Regions from separate parts of the Mus musculus genome. Here region 1 is linked to region 2. The links are chromatin contacts, called in public HiChIP or PLAC-seq maps. All regions are on one chromosome and are shown on one strand. Each heading gives the region's core, a stretch centred on a gene start, on an enhancer-like site or on the middle of the called end of the contact. The rest is flanking DNA. Distances are from core to core; before and after follow the strand shown.

Evidence for each region. HiChIP or PLAC-seq counts read pairs in DNA pulled down with a chosen protein or histone mark.
Region 1: a FOXA1 HiChIP or PLAC-seq map of pancreatic cancer cells shows a contact between it and region 2. The contact joins two enhancer-like sites. A contact is called at or near these places in 1 of 39 promoter capture datasets (pre-B cells), 1 of 115 datasets of contacts at active chromatin or transcription factors (pancreatic cancer cells) and 1 of 9 other capture datasets (adipose tissue).

What each region holds. Positions count from the first base shown.
Region 1 is chr17:71,253,941-71,260,140 of GRCm38.p6, forward strand. Emilin2 (elastin microfibril interfacer 2) reads right to left here. Exons shown (of 8, transcript NM_145158.4): 5 at 2,384-2,752; 6 at 2,040-2,072; 7 at 1,179-1,307. Among named protein-coding and RNA genes, the nearest start is that of Emilin2, 54 kb to the right of the region's middle. Within about 2 kb of position 3,346, at least 106 of the 459 cell types and tissues checked have an H3K27ac peak or open chromatin away from gene starts, as enhancers often do. A contact at or near this core is called in pancreatic cancer cells, where this site is marked.
Region 2 is chr17:70,703,131-70,709,035 of GRCm38.p6, forward strand. All of the region lies in intron 5 of Dlgap1 (DLG associated protein 1), which reads left to right. All of the region lies in intron 1 of Gm36746 (a long non-coding RNA gene), which reads right to left. Among named protein-coding and RNA genes, the nearest start is that of Gm36746, 12 kb to the right of the region's middle. Within about 2 kb of position 4,316, at least 57 of the 459 cell types and tissues checked have an H3K27ac peak or open chromatin away from gene starts, as enhancers often do. A contact at or near this core is called in pancreatic cancer cells, where this site is marked.

The sequences.
Region 1 (6,200 bases), core at 2,096-4,595, 550 kb after region 2:
TTCAAGTATGCCTGGGTCCACCCTGCCCCTTCCATGCTTACTATTTAAATAGTATCCTGATTATAACTCCTAGAATCTTGTTCAGGCCCCAGTGTACTGAGCCAAGCTTCCATTCGCCTGTCTAACAGGGGCAAGCCTAGCTCAAGGGCCTCCTGGAATTTCCTTCATAGTCCCAGCCTGCTCGTAAAGATCACCAGCCTGTGTGAGTGGACAGGGGGGTCCCCACAACCAACGTAGCCAAAGGGAAAGAGTCCCCTCACTCCCAGTCAAAACCCCCAACTCTGGCCCAAACCCTTGAAGCATAGATTAGAAAGGTTGTTTGGAGCAAAGCTTGGCAGCCTGGGATACCTGGCTGCTTTCTTGGAGGTCTGCCAGTGACTTTATCAGAACCAGCGTGACTTAGCCAGAGGGGAACCAGGCTTGGAGTTGTAGAAGGAATGGCTAAAGATTACCAAGAAGATGGCCAGAACCCTCACCCTCCCTGCGAAGGCCATGCCTATATGAGAGCAATGGCTGCTAAAGGCAAGGAGGGGGGAAAAGGCTCGAACCCCACCATGAGCCTCAGAGGGTTGCCACATAGTCCAGACAGAGAATTACCCTTTAAGGGGTAGGAAAAACTCGTGTGTGACTATCAGGAGATGGTCTGGGGACAGGTGAGACACCACAAGCCAGAGGAAGGGCAAGATGGCTGTGCTGTCGGAGCTCCTAGCAGCTCCTTCCACAGTCTCCAGGGTTCCCTAGAATAGGCATGGGTGCTACAGGCACCTTCCAAAGTCCACTGTTTAATTCTGTCTCGGTATGTGAGGCCCCACACACTAACTAGCCTCAGTCCCTTCTGGAGAGAACACAGCCCCCCCCCCTTTTTTGGCTCATCATAAAAACAAGATTCTGAAGGGAGTCCCTGCCTCTGAACATTCATAGAGAAAGCATGCTTGATGGCCGCTAGGGGGCGGATGGAGGAGAGGGGGCTGGGGTGTGACGGGTCATAGCTGGCAAAAAAAAAAAAAAATAATAATAACCATTAAGAATTGAGCGGCAGTTCCAAAAGTATAGTGAGGCCATGTGCTGCCCTCCCACGCTGCAGCCCAAGAATTAGAGGTCTGGTGGCAATCCACTGCCCAGCTTAGGTTCTCCCCAGCCTCCGTGGAGCCAGACAGAATTCCACTGTAGATACTCACCAGTGTTGGGGTTGTATACATCCCCATCGTTCACCAGCACCTTATTGAAGAGAACAACGCCTCCATCGCTGGGAAAAGGCTTCTGGGTAAGACCGGCTGAAAAGGACACCAGAGTGGGCAGCGGCACCCCTAGGGCAGAGAGAAGCCAGAGCATGTGGACCTGCCTATCTTCTGAAAGTCCAGAGACTCCCCTTGGCAGACCAAGGGCTAGTACAGAGAAACTGGACAAATGTGTGAGACACACAAACTGCATACGAAAGCCTCAAAGGGATTGTCTGCGTAGTGTGCCTGCACGCACATGTGCGAGTGCGTGTGTGTGTGTGTGTGTGTGTGTGTGTGTGTGTGTGAGAGAGAGAGAGAGAGAGACAGAGACAGAGAGACAGAGAGAGAGAGAGAGAGAGAGAATGAGAATGGAAGGTGAGGTTGCTGTGCACTGAGAGAGAGAGAGAGAGAGAGAGAGAGAGAGAGAGAGAGAGAGAGAGAGGAGAGAGAGAGAATGAGAATGGAAGGTGAGGCTGCTGTGTGCTGCCTAACTGCATCCATCAGGAGCTGATGCTGGGCCCATAGAGAATCATCTAGGGAGCTGCTGGCTTGTAAGCCAGTAAAACTCATCAGGACCACACAGGGTACAGCCCACCCAGCCTCCCCTTGGGAAACATGAACAGAGACCATGTAGGAGGGAGAATTCCTGCCTCTGAGTCTCTCTAGGGGTTCAGTCCACAGAGACCAAGACCAGGGTGTCTGCTAGGTGTGGAAGGGCCTAGGCTCCAGGCTGTCTACCCATGTCAGCAGCCCCAAGGGAGGAGACAGGAAATGCAGGGCTGAGACCACCAAGGAGAGCAGGGATCCGCATAGACATACCTGGGGTGGTTACAGGAGGTGACTTGGGGTAGCCTGAAAACAAAGAGAGTGGAATGTCAAGTCCTGCACAGATATTTTCCAGACCTCTTTCTCCCTTCCGGGATGGCTGTAGTCCCCAATTCTGGCTATGTCAACCTCACTATTCTCACCCTTCCCTGGGTTTTGTGCTCCTGATACCCACATGTCAAATAAGCAAAAAAGAGGCTCCTCTGAACTCTCGTGCCCTTCGGAAGCTACCTTCCTGAACTTTGTCCCCCAAAGGTGGAACTCCGGACCCACAGAACACACCAACGGGCAAGGCTAGAACAGTCTGCCATCATGTGTCATCTGCAGGGCAGACTTACCTGGTGCCCCTGCATAGCCTTCCGAGCTATGAATGGGCCCCTGCCCCATCTGGCCATCCACTCCCCGAGGCAGGCCCCTTCCGGACACGCCCATCCTGCCTGGAGGCCCCGCCTCTCCAGTCTCCATGATGACGCCACTAGAGCCAGGCAAGAAGGGCAACCCCGTGCGACCAGGCCAGGCAGGCAAAGGTGGTGGCTGCAGGGGCCTCTGGGGCAATACTGGCTGCTGGCCTGTCTGTGGTGGTCCTGCAGGGTCTTCTGGCAGTGGGGTCAGCCGGGGTGGTTCAGTGGGGGCCTCCTCTGAAGGTCTGGTGGATTCTAGGGGAGTCTTCCCAGACGGTCCCTCGGTTGCTTCTGAGGGTTCCTCTGCTAGAAGTGAGAAAGAAAACAATGTTCAAATGTCTCCAGGTCCCCTGTGTAAGGCTTCCATGACCTTTGATCAGTGTCACTTGGTCGACTACAAATGGCTGTGCCTGTGTAGCTGAGGCGCTCTCTCCAATGGGACATAAACAGTACTAGAGCCTGGGACAGTTTGCCTGGCATCTTCTGAAGGAACTCCAGCCAAGCTGCCACTGACTACCCACGGAGAGCTGGGAAGACAGCAGGGGCCACCTCGAGGTAGATGGCAACACTCCAAAACAGTGCGATTCAGGCTCCAATACACGTGTCCTTTCAACGCATACTCTTGTCATGGATGAGTCACATTACCACGAGGCTAATGCCACCACTACTACAACCTCTAAAGCAAGCTAGCCTCAGCGTCAGGCCACTGGCCTCACCGCTGGCTTGTGAAGAAGGGCTGTCATGAAGACCCCTTGACTTCCCCATCAGGTGTCAGGAACCTTGGTTGCCCCTACAAAGACCCCAAAGAAACACCACACTTTCAGATCACCAGTGGAGCAATCTCCTGTTTCGGGTGTTTCTGCCTGTCTGAGGTGGCCACCACAGTGACTCAGCCAAGAGCTGCCACCCTTTCCTTCCTCTGAATACATTCCTGGAACTAGCATTCTAAAGACCCCTTGCTACGTGCTCACAAGACATCTGAAAACATACTGCTCGCGAATGCAGAGAGCACCTTCCTCTTTCATTAGTCTGGTGCCTCATATGTCCCAGGACATAGAGCTGGACCATGTGAGGCTCCATCAGCCACTGCATTTTGGCCCACTGTCTAGAGTTGCTTTAAAGTTCTATAAAATATATATTGTACATGAAATACGTGCCCTCCTTCCACCCAAGAGCCGATGATCAAAACGTCCTCCCGAAAAGTTATTTCTCAGCCGTTTTCTGATCAATTTTCAGAATAGGCTCCACAGAAAATAATTCCAGTAGTCTCCATGTCAGTTCTCCTAAGGGAAACATCTGGATGACCCCGATGTGGGTGCAGGCAGTAAGCAGATGTGATGGAATGAGCAAGGCAGGAGGGTCACAGGTTCTAGGCCAGCCTGTGCCTGCATTCCACAGAAACAAGGGATGAAGCCATGAAAACAGAGTTGAGGGTCTTTCACAGGACAAAGGTTAAAGGTTATCCTGGAATGTGGGGAAGACAGAGATGGAAAGCCCTGTGCCTGCAGGCACGTCCAGAGAAAGACCAGCCCAGGGCTACCAGGAAGCAAGGAAGTTCCAGAAGAAAATGTGCTAATATTTTAAACACAGAACTGAAAAGAACTTGGATATATTTTATAATATAGAAAATTATGTTGAGGGGCTGTTGGCAGTTGATGGCACAGTTTCCTCACATATGAAATCTATTTCCATTTTTTCCTATATGTGATGTGCATGGATGCATCCTCTGTATGTGGTACCTTTGTGTAAACAAAGTAGAAGCTGGAGGTTAATATTGAACCAGCCTCAGTGGCTCCCCATTCCTCGCGGGGGCAGGTTCTCTCGATCAAACTTTGTGCACACTGATAGAGCTCGTCTTGCTAGCCAGCTTGCTCTGGGGATAGATATCCTGTCTCTACCATCTGAGGCTAGAATTACAGGCATTTATAAGAGTTCTGGGTCTTCACTAGTCTTTGCCCATACTTGGCACTTCTGAGCCTTTTCCTCAACCCCTTGTGAATATGGACTTTTTTTTTTCCCCTGAAAGGTCATAAGCCAATTGTGGTGGTGCCTGCCTTTAACTCCAGCACTCAAGAGGGAGAGGCAGGAGGACCTCTGTGAGTTCAAGGCCTGCCTGGTGAACAGTCAGGTTTAGGCAACATGGTGAGACCCTATCTCAAAAACAGAAACAGGATGTGAAATCAGGAGGGGAGAGACTTTTCTGGGAAATGGGTAAGATGGGAGAGAGAAGAAATGAAGGAGGTGGGTTTCTTAAAGGCACAGAGCATTTTGGAAGATGGCTCCATGGGTAATGTGTTTTGCCAAGCAAGCATGAGAACCTGAGCCCTACCCCTAGTGCCTCCGTGAAAAGCCAGTTACGCAGGCACTCACTTGATACGTGTGTGCATTCATGTGGACAAACACTCATATACCTAAAATAAAAATCTTAGGGCTGGAATGATGGTTCGGCGTTGCAAACACTGGCTACTCTGGAAGACCCAAGTGCAATTCCAACATGCACATGACAGCTCACAACTCTGAGTCCCAGGGATTTGATACCTTCTGTCACCTTCAGGCACCGTGTGTGTGTGTGTGTGTGTGTGTGTGTGTGTGTGTGTGTGTGTGTCTGTGTGTGTGTGTGTGCGTGTGTGTGTGTGTATTGTACAGACATCCATGCAGGCAAAACACCCATACACAAAACCATCTTTAAGAAAGGTAGGAAGTGACAAAGACATTTGGCCTTGACCTCCACCCTCGACACGTGAAGGTGTGTACAAGTGTACACATAAAAACCTTAAAACAAGGGAAGAAGGAATGGAGGGTAAGGGGAGGTGAGAGGTCTAAGAGCATTGCGCAGTCATATGAAAATGCCATGGGACATTCTGGATAATTCATATGCACTAGTCAAAAATCTGGTTTTCTACGGCCTATAAACCCAAACCTCACCTCCTCTGCTATCCAGTTCCCACTCCAGCGCTGGTGACAAGCTCTTCCCTGAGTCTCCCTGACTTGGCTTTGCTGTGCTGTGTCTACCCCTGAAACCACCCATTCAGCACCCATCCTTGCTGTCAGTCTGGTTCAAACACCACCTCCTCTGGGAAGCCCTCTGAGATCTGCCCAAAGGGGCTTAAGCAGTCTTGCTTCTGCAGCATGAAGCAGTTTGGACCCTCTGTGATTTCATCTATCGTCCATCTACAGCTGGATGGTGTGCCCACCTTCACCATCTCTGGTCCCCAGGACTTAGCATAGGGCCTGGCATGTGACACGGAGACAGAGGCTGTGATGGTTTCTATGATCCAGCCAGGATACCAGGAACCCTAATTCTATCCCCCCAAACCATTGCCACTCTAGGGATCTACTTGTACTGCTTCAGGGCGCAGAACCATGAGAATTCTAAGTCATTTCTCTCAACACCAGGCTAATCAAGAAATCGAGAACTTAAAATCCCGTTTGAACACAGAAGTCGGGGCTCCAGGGATGAGCAGAGCTGCGGTCAAGCTAGACAACAGTGAGAAGGCTGGGCCTGACTCGGCTTGGGGCCCAGGCCCAGCCTCTCCCTGCTCAACTTGGGCTCCGCCCAGTGTCATAGGGCGTTTCCACAGATTATTTATTACTGAGTCCCAAGCAAGCAGAGCAGCGCTCAGTTCAGTCTAAGGGAGAGATTTCCCCCCGAAGGCACACATCTCTCACCCAGAAAGTGAATCTCTCACCTGAGGAGTGAATGACTGCCAGGCCCAGCTGCCCGGGGTTTGGGAGTGGGGGTGAGGGGGGATGG
Region 2 (5,905 bases), core at 3,066-5,565:
GGTCCCCTCCTTTCAGATAACTCTAACTTATATCAAGTTGACAACATAAAACTAGCCAGCACACATCCCCATCTCAAAGATGTAAATCCTTCCGCTGGGTCCCATTTCTTGAAGTTTGTCCTATGTCCCAACAGTGCTCCAGGCTAGGACCTCATGGGGACATTTATGCAAACTGGTTCACCCACCATGAACAAGTCACCAGGCTGTACCTAAGGGCCTTGCCACATTAGGAAGGCTTCTGTGTCATGTGTAGGCACATTGTGTTCCCCCTATGACCAGGGCTCTGGATAGTGTAACTAAGAAATACTGTGATTCCCATGTACCTGTGAGTACAAGAGTTCCAGAGACTGGAAGGAGAATAGAAAGTAAAGGGAGGGCCTTAGACTGGTTCAGAATTGCTGACCATAGAGATTGGCCAGGAGGAACAGAAGCCTGGAGGTTGAAAAGTTTCCAAGACAAATCCTAGCTCAGGGAAAGCCAGCATCTGCTCAGTGGCTTCACAGACCCAGAAGAATGAGGCTGTTATTTCTGTCAAGTCCCACAGGTGTTCTTTTTAAGGTGACCTCGCTACACTTAGAAAAGTATAATATCTTTTTGGTTTATGATGAAAACAGGAACATTCCGCTTACATGGTCGCTGTCCAATATCAAGACACGGTTTGTATAAAGCATGTAGAATCAGAAATGTGACTTACATTTATAGATTCTCAGATTTAAATTACTCAGAGGAACTCTGAGAGATGGCTGGGCCTTTAGAACACTTGTTGCTCTTCCAGATGACCTGAGTTCAATTCCCAGCACCCACATGGCTCCTCACAATCTGTAACTCCATTTCCAAGAGTCTTAGTCAGGGTTTCTATTCCTGCACAAAACATCATGACTAAGAAGAAGTTGGGGAGGAAAGGGTTTACTTATTCAGCTTGCATTTCCACATTGCTGTTCATCACCAAAGGAAGTCAGGACAGGAACTCACACAGGGTAGGAACCTGGAGGCAGCAGCTGATGCAGAGGCCATGAAGGGGTGTTATTTACTGGCTTGCTTCCCCTTGCTGTCTCAGCTTGCTTTCTTATAGAACCTAAGACTACCAGCCCAGGGATGACACCACCCACAATGGGCCCTCCTTCCCTTGATTGCTAATTGAGAAAATGCCTTACAGCTGGATCTCATGGAGGCATTTTCTCAAGGGAGGCTCTCTGTGATAACTCCAGCCTGTGTCAAATTGTCACACAGAAACAGCCAGTAAACCAAGGGACCCTCTTCTGGCTTTCTTGGGCACCAGCACACATGTGGTGCACAGACATACCTGCAGGCCAAACACATAAAATTTCTCACAAAGCTCTGACAATCACGTGCTAGGTTGTGTTTGTAAAGAAGACACACCATTCTTTCTGTTTAGTTCAGAGAATGACAATTGCCCTGCAAATCCTTTGCCACAACCTGTAAGAAGGAACTCTCTCTGCAGGGTGGTGCGTATGACACTCACATGAAAGCCAGGCTGACAGGTCTCAGTGGTCAGGTTGCTGGAATGCACTGGAATTCTAAGGAAGCCAATGGGTGCTCTGTCAGCTGTGTAGAACACTTGGGAGGCAGAGACAGGCAGATCTCTATGAGTTCAAGGACAGCCTGGTCTACAGAGTGAGTTCCAGGACAGCCAGAGCTACAGAGTAAGACCCTGTCAAACAAAACAAAAACCAAAAAGAAAAGAAAAACACAAAGATAAGTGAACATTTAGGATAATGAAGGAGAGATGGTAATTTGTAACAACTGTTCAATGTATAGCTTTCTCTCTGCAGATAATGGTCCATCTTTCCTAGTTAATTCTAGGTTTTCAAAGAATAAGCTATTTGGAGAGGCTCTGCTTTTAGGCAGATGGGGGATTCAAGAAAAAAATTCTATGGTCAAATGTCTCCAGTTCTCGTTTATGCTTATGCAATATTATCACATGTCCTGTGCTTGCTCCTTCAAAGGAGCCAGTGATAGATCCTTTATCTGTGTTCTTAGTGGCCCAGCTATGGCCTGAGATGGAGCTGTGACCTGGAGAGGGGGAAGAGCAGAGCCTCCCAGGCCCAGCACACACTCAAAATGTAGTAATCTGTACCAGTGAAGGACTTCCTTGACTGGCCTCAAGGATGGCACTACCATTGGAGAAGTCTTACCATCTGAGCCATGGCTCCACCTTTGGAAATGTTGCTGTTGTTGTTACTGTGCTCGTGTGTGTGTGCGTGTGTGTGTGTGTGCGTGTGTGGTGTGTGCGTGTGTGGTGTGTGTGTGCATGCACATGCATGTGTGTGTGTGTGGTGTGTGTGTGCGCGTGTGTGTGTGTGTGTGTGTGTATGTGTGTGGGGTGTGCGTGCGTGTGTGTGTGTGTGTGTATGTGTGTGTGTGTGGTGTGTGTGTGCATGCACATGCGTGTGTGTGTGTGGTGTGTGTGTGTGGTGTGTGTGTGCATGCACATGTGTGTGTGTGTGTGTGAATGTGTGTGTGCACTCAAGCACTTATACCACAGCACGCATGTGGAGGTCAAAGGACAACAGTTCTCTCCACTGTTGATCCTGGGACTCAAAACCCTCAGGTTCGGCAGCACACGCCTTTGCCTGTCGGGTCATCTGCATCCGAGGATTTAACAATACCTTATAGAATGGATTGAGCCTTGACCTTCAACAATTCGGGTTTGTTTTGTTTTTCCACGCTGAGGATGGGACCCAGGGCTTTGCACATAGCAGGGAAGAACTCTAGCACTCACCTACAACCCCAACCCAATTCTGAATATCTTTAACCTCTGCTGGTAGAAAATCCATATGGTTCTCTTCACTAGTCAATGCCTGTGGAGTATGAAGCCTTTACGAGGCCCCGGGATGCATCTACCCCTAGCATCCACCTCATTTTGACAGCTGAGGAAAAAGACACAAAAAGATCAAGTGATTTTTTTTTTCCCAAAGTCACAAGGATAGCAGACAATATTGGTACCTGTTGGCTCAGTATGACTCTAAAATGTAAACCCTTGACAGTCAGGAGTCGTGCCTTCTGCCATGATGCTGTTTAATAAATCAATGTGTAATATGAGCAGGGAGGGCACAGTGACCAGATGTCTGTGATCCCGGGACATGAACAGCAGATGCAGAGGATCAGGAGTTCAGGGTCAGCCTTGGTTAGACCTGGAGGCCAGGCTAGGCTACCTGAGAGCCTGTTGTTGTTAAAAAAGAAAAAAATCTAAAAGCAAGCATAGCTGTGTTCAGAACAAAATACTGACTGGGAGAAGGTTCTGTCAGTAAGATGCTGACCTCAAATTCAATTCCCAGAACCCATGTAAATATCAGGCTACAAGGGAAGGTGCCAGGAGACACCCCACACACACAAACGTGCATTCACACACCTGTGTGTACACACACATACACACACACACACACACACACACACACACACACACACACACACATGAACACACTTCTCTTTCCCACCCAGAAGTTGACTTCTTGCCTTGGGTAGGGTTGCTGTATTGATCAAGCCCTGATGCTTTCGCCCCGTGTGGACGGTACGCAACTGTTTATTACTGGACACGTTTTTACTGAACAGAAGCCTCATCCCAGCGGCTGCAGATGCAGTTCAGGAATATTCCATGCCCTTGCCTTCCCATACAGTCGGAGAAGCTTGACAGCAGAGAGGCATCCAACACCTATCACGAAGCAATCGCTGAAGAGAAGTCAGGAAAGGTTTTCTAGCCCGGGCCACTTTTGAGTTGACTGAAAAGAAGCAGGGTGCAGTAACCACACGACCACCAATATTAAAAACCAGCAGATTCAAATCTGACTTATTTCTTTTCGAAGCTTCTGGAACATTCAGAAGGCCAGGCACAGAGTGGGGAAGGAGGAACTTTAATTCCGAAGTTCCCTCCCAGGTCTGGCTTAGGGTTTAAAACTGCCTTTCAATCCTGTACTGCCAAACTTCTCCATGTGCGGAAAACTGGAAGCTCCGCCTTTCATGGATGTGATTGACGGCTCTGGCTTCCTGGGCAAAGACGTAGTAACAGCACATGGACGCCAGGGGGCAATACGGTCCCGCCGAGGACTTGGGAACCTGAAGCATTTGTGACATCTCTGTACCTAAAAGGAATCCTTTAGAGTACCACGAAGGAACAAGAGCACTCTAAATGCACTTTCACCGGAATAGCCCGTCGGCACCGGTGCTGAGCTGCCATCTCTGCATAGTTTGTTGACTTTGCTTAATGCAGCTGCCGGATCTTTTCTGCCCTCTTGCCTAGTAAGTCCTTGAGCCCCAGCCAGCCCCAGCCAGGTCGTTCAAGGTGCTACCCGAGATCAGGTCCTCTGCCTGCATACAGAGTCAGCTTCCATGCCCCTGCGGCCCAGCCACTGCAGCGTTTCAGGTCATTCCAGTCCCAGGCATCATTTTGTTTCCAGTTCGCAGCTGCCAGGTGTCTGCCCTCACTTAACCCGCAAGGATGAAAGATCAAAGGTGTGCCTGCATCTGCCTTCTGTCCCTGCGCTTTCAAATGGTACACATTCAAAAGATATAAATGCGGTATTGTGCACCCTGGAGGGAGTGGTGGGGCAAGGATCAGAGGTGGCACCGGGCACCGGTTCAGAACACGTGGCTATTAGAAAATGAGGAGAGCAATCTCTGCAGCTCCGAAGCTCTGACCTGGTGAAGCGTGTTCAACTTAAAAGACAAAGACTTTTTTTTGCGAGTGGATGGACTCCCCCTATCTCCAACTACAGACATCGGGTCCACAGAACCAGGTGGCGAGTGTGACTCAGTGGTAGACCGCCTGCCTATGGGAACTGAGCAAGCAGGAAAAATAAATGAATCTCACGGTGTTAAAGCATCCACAAGGCTAGCCCAGTGTGCTCGTGCCTGTTGGAGACAGACACTAGCAGATCTGAGTTCCTGGCCAGTCAGGACTACTTAGTGAAACCTTGCCTTTGAAAAAGAAAGAAAGGGGGAGAGGAAAGAAACAGAAGGAGGGAGGGAAGGAGGGAGGGAGGGAGGGAGGGAGGGAGGGAGGGAGGGAGGGAGGGAGGACCCACAAAGCTTGGTTAACGCTTGGAATATTGGAAAGCGGGATGCTATGAATCTGGACCCCAAGTCCCTTGGGCAATCTTTAGCCCCTTAACAGTCATTCATTGCCCACCCATGTTTGACCTTGTAACACCCTTGTGACTATTCAGGTAAATCCTTCTGGAATGTTCTAACAGGCTACACGCTTCCTCCAACCCAGAGGCTAAGAATGCCATCAGATTGCACCTAAGATCGGAGTTATCCCCCTCAGCAGTCATACCTAATAGTCTCACCAATATATTTTTTAAATGTCTTGATTTATGACTTTGTTCTGTAACTATAAAAACTTCATCAAGCTGGGCAGTGGTAGCACATGCCTTTAACCCCAGCACTTGGGAGGCAGAGGCAGGTGGATTTCTGAGTTTGAGGCCAGCCTGGTCTACAGAGTGAGTTCCAGGACAGCCAGGGCTACACAGAGAAACCCTATCTCGAAAAATAAGAAAAAAAACAAAAACAACTTCATCAAACTGTTAGCACATTGGAGAGAGGCATCTACCATGGCCATTCATAGCTGGCTCCAGAATAAACTCTCATTCCCTTTGAGGTGAGAGCTGTGTTTTTGTGTCAAGGCTCTGGATTCCACGCCCTACACAGTTGTGTGTGTGTGTGTGTGTGTGTGTGTGTGTGTGTACAGATGTATTTGTACAAGTGTGTCTGTGTGTATGCACATGTGTTTGTGTATGTGTACTGATGTGTGTGTGTGCCTGTGTGTATATATGCATGTGTGTGTTTGTGTGTGTGGATGGATATGTATATTTGTATGTGTGGATGGATGTATATGTACATGTGTGTATGAATGTTGTGTACGTGTGTGCGTATATGTGTATGGATG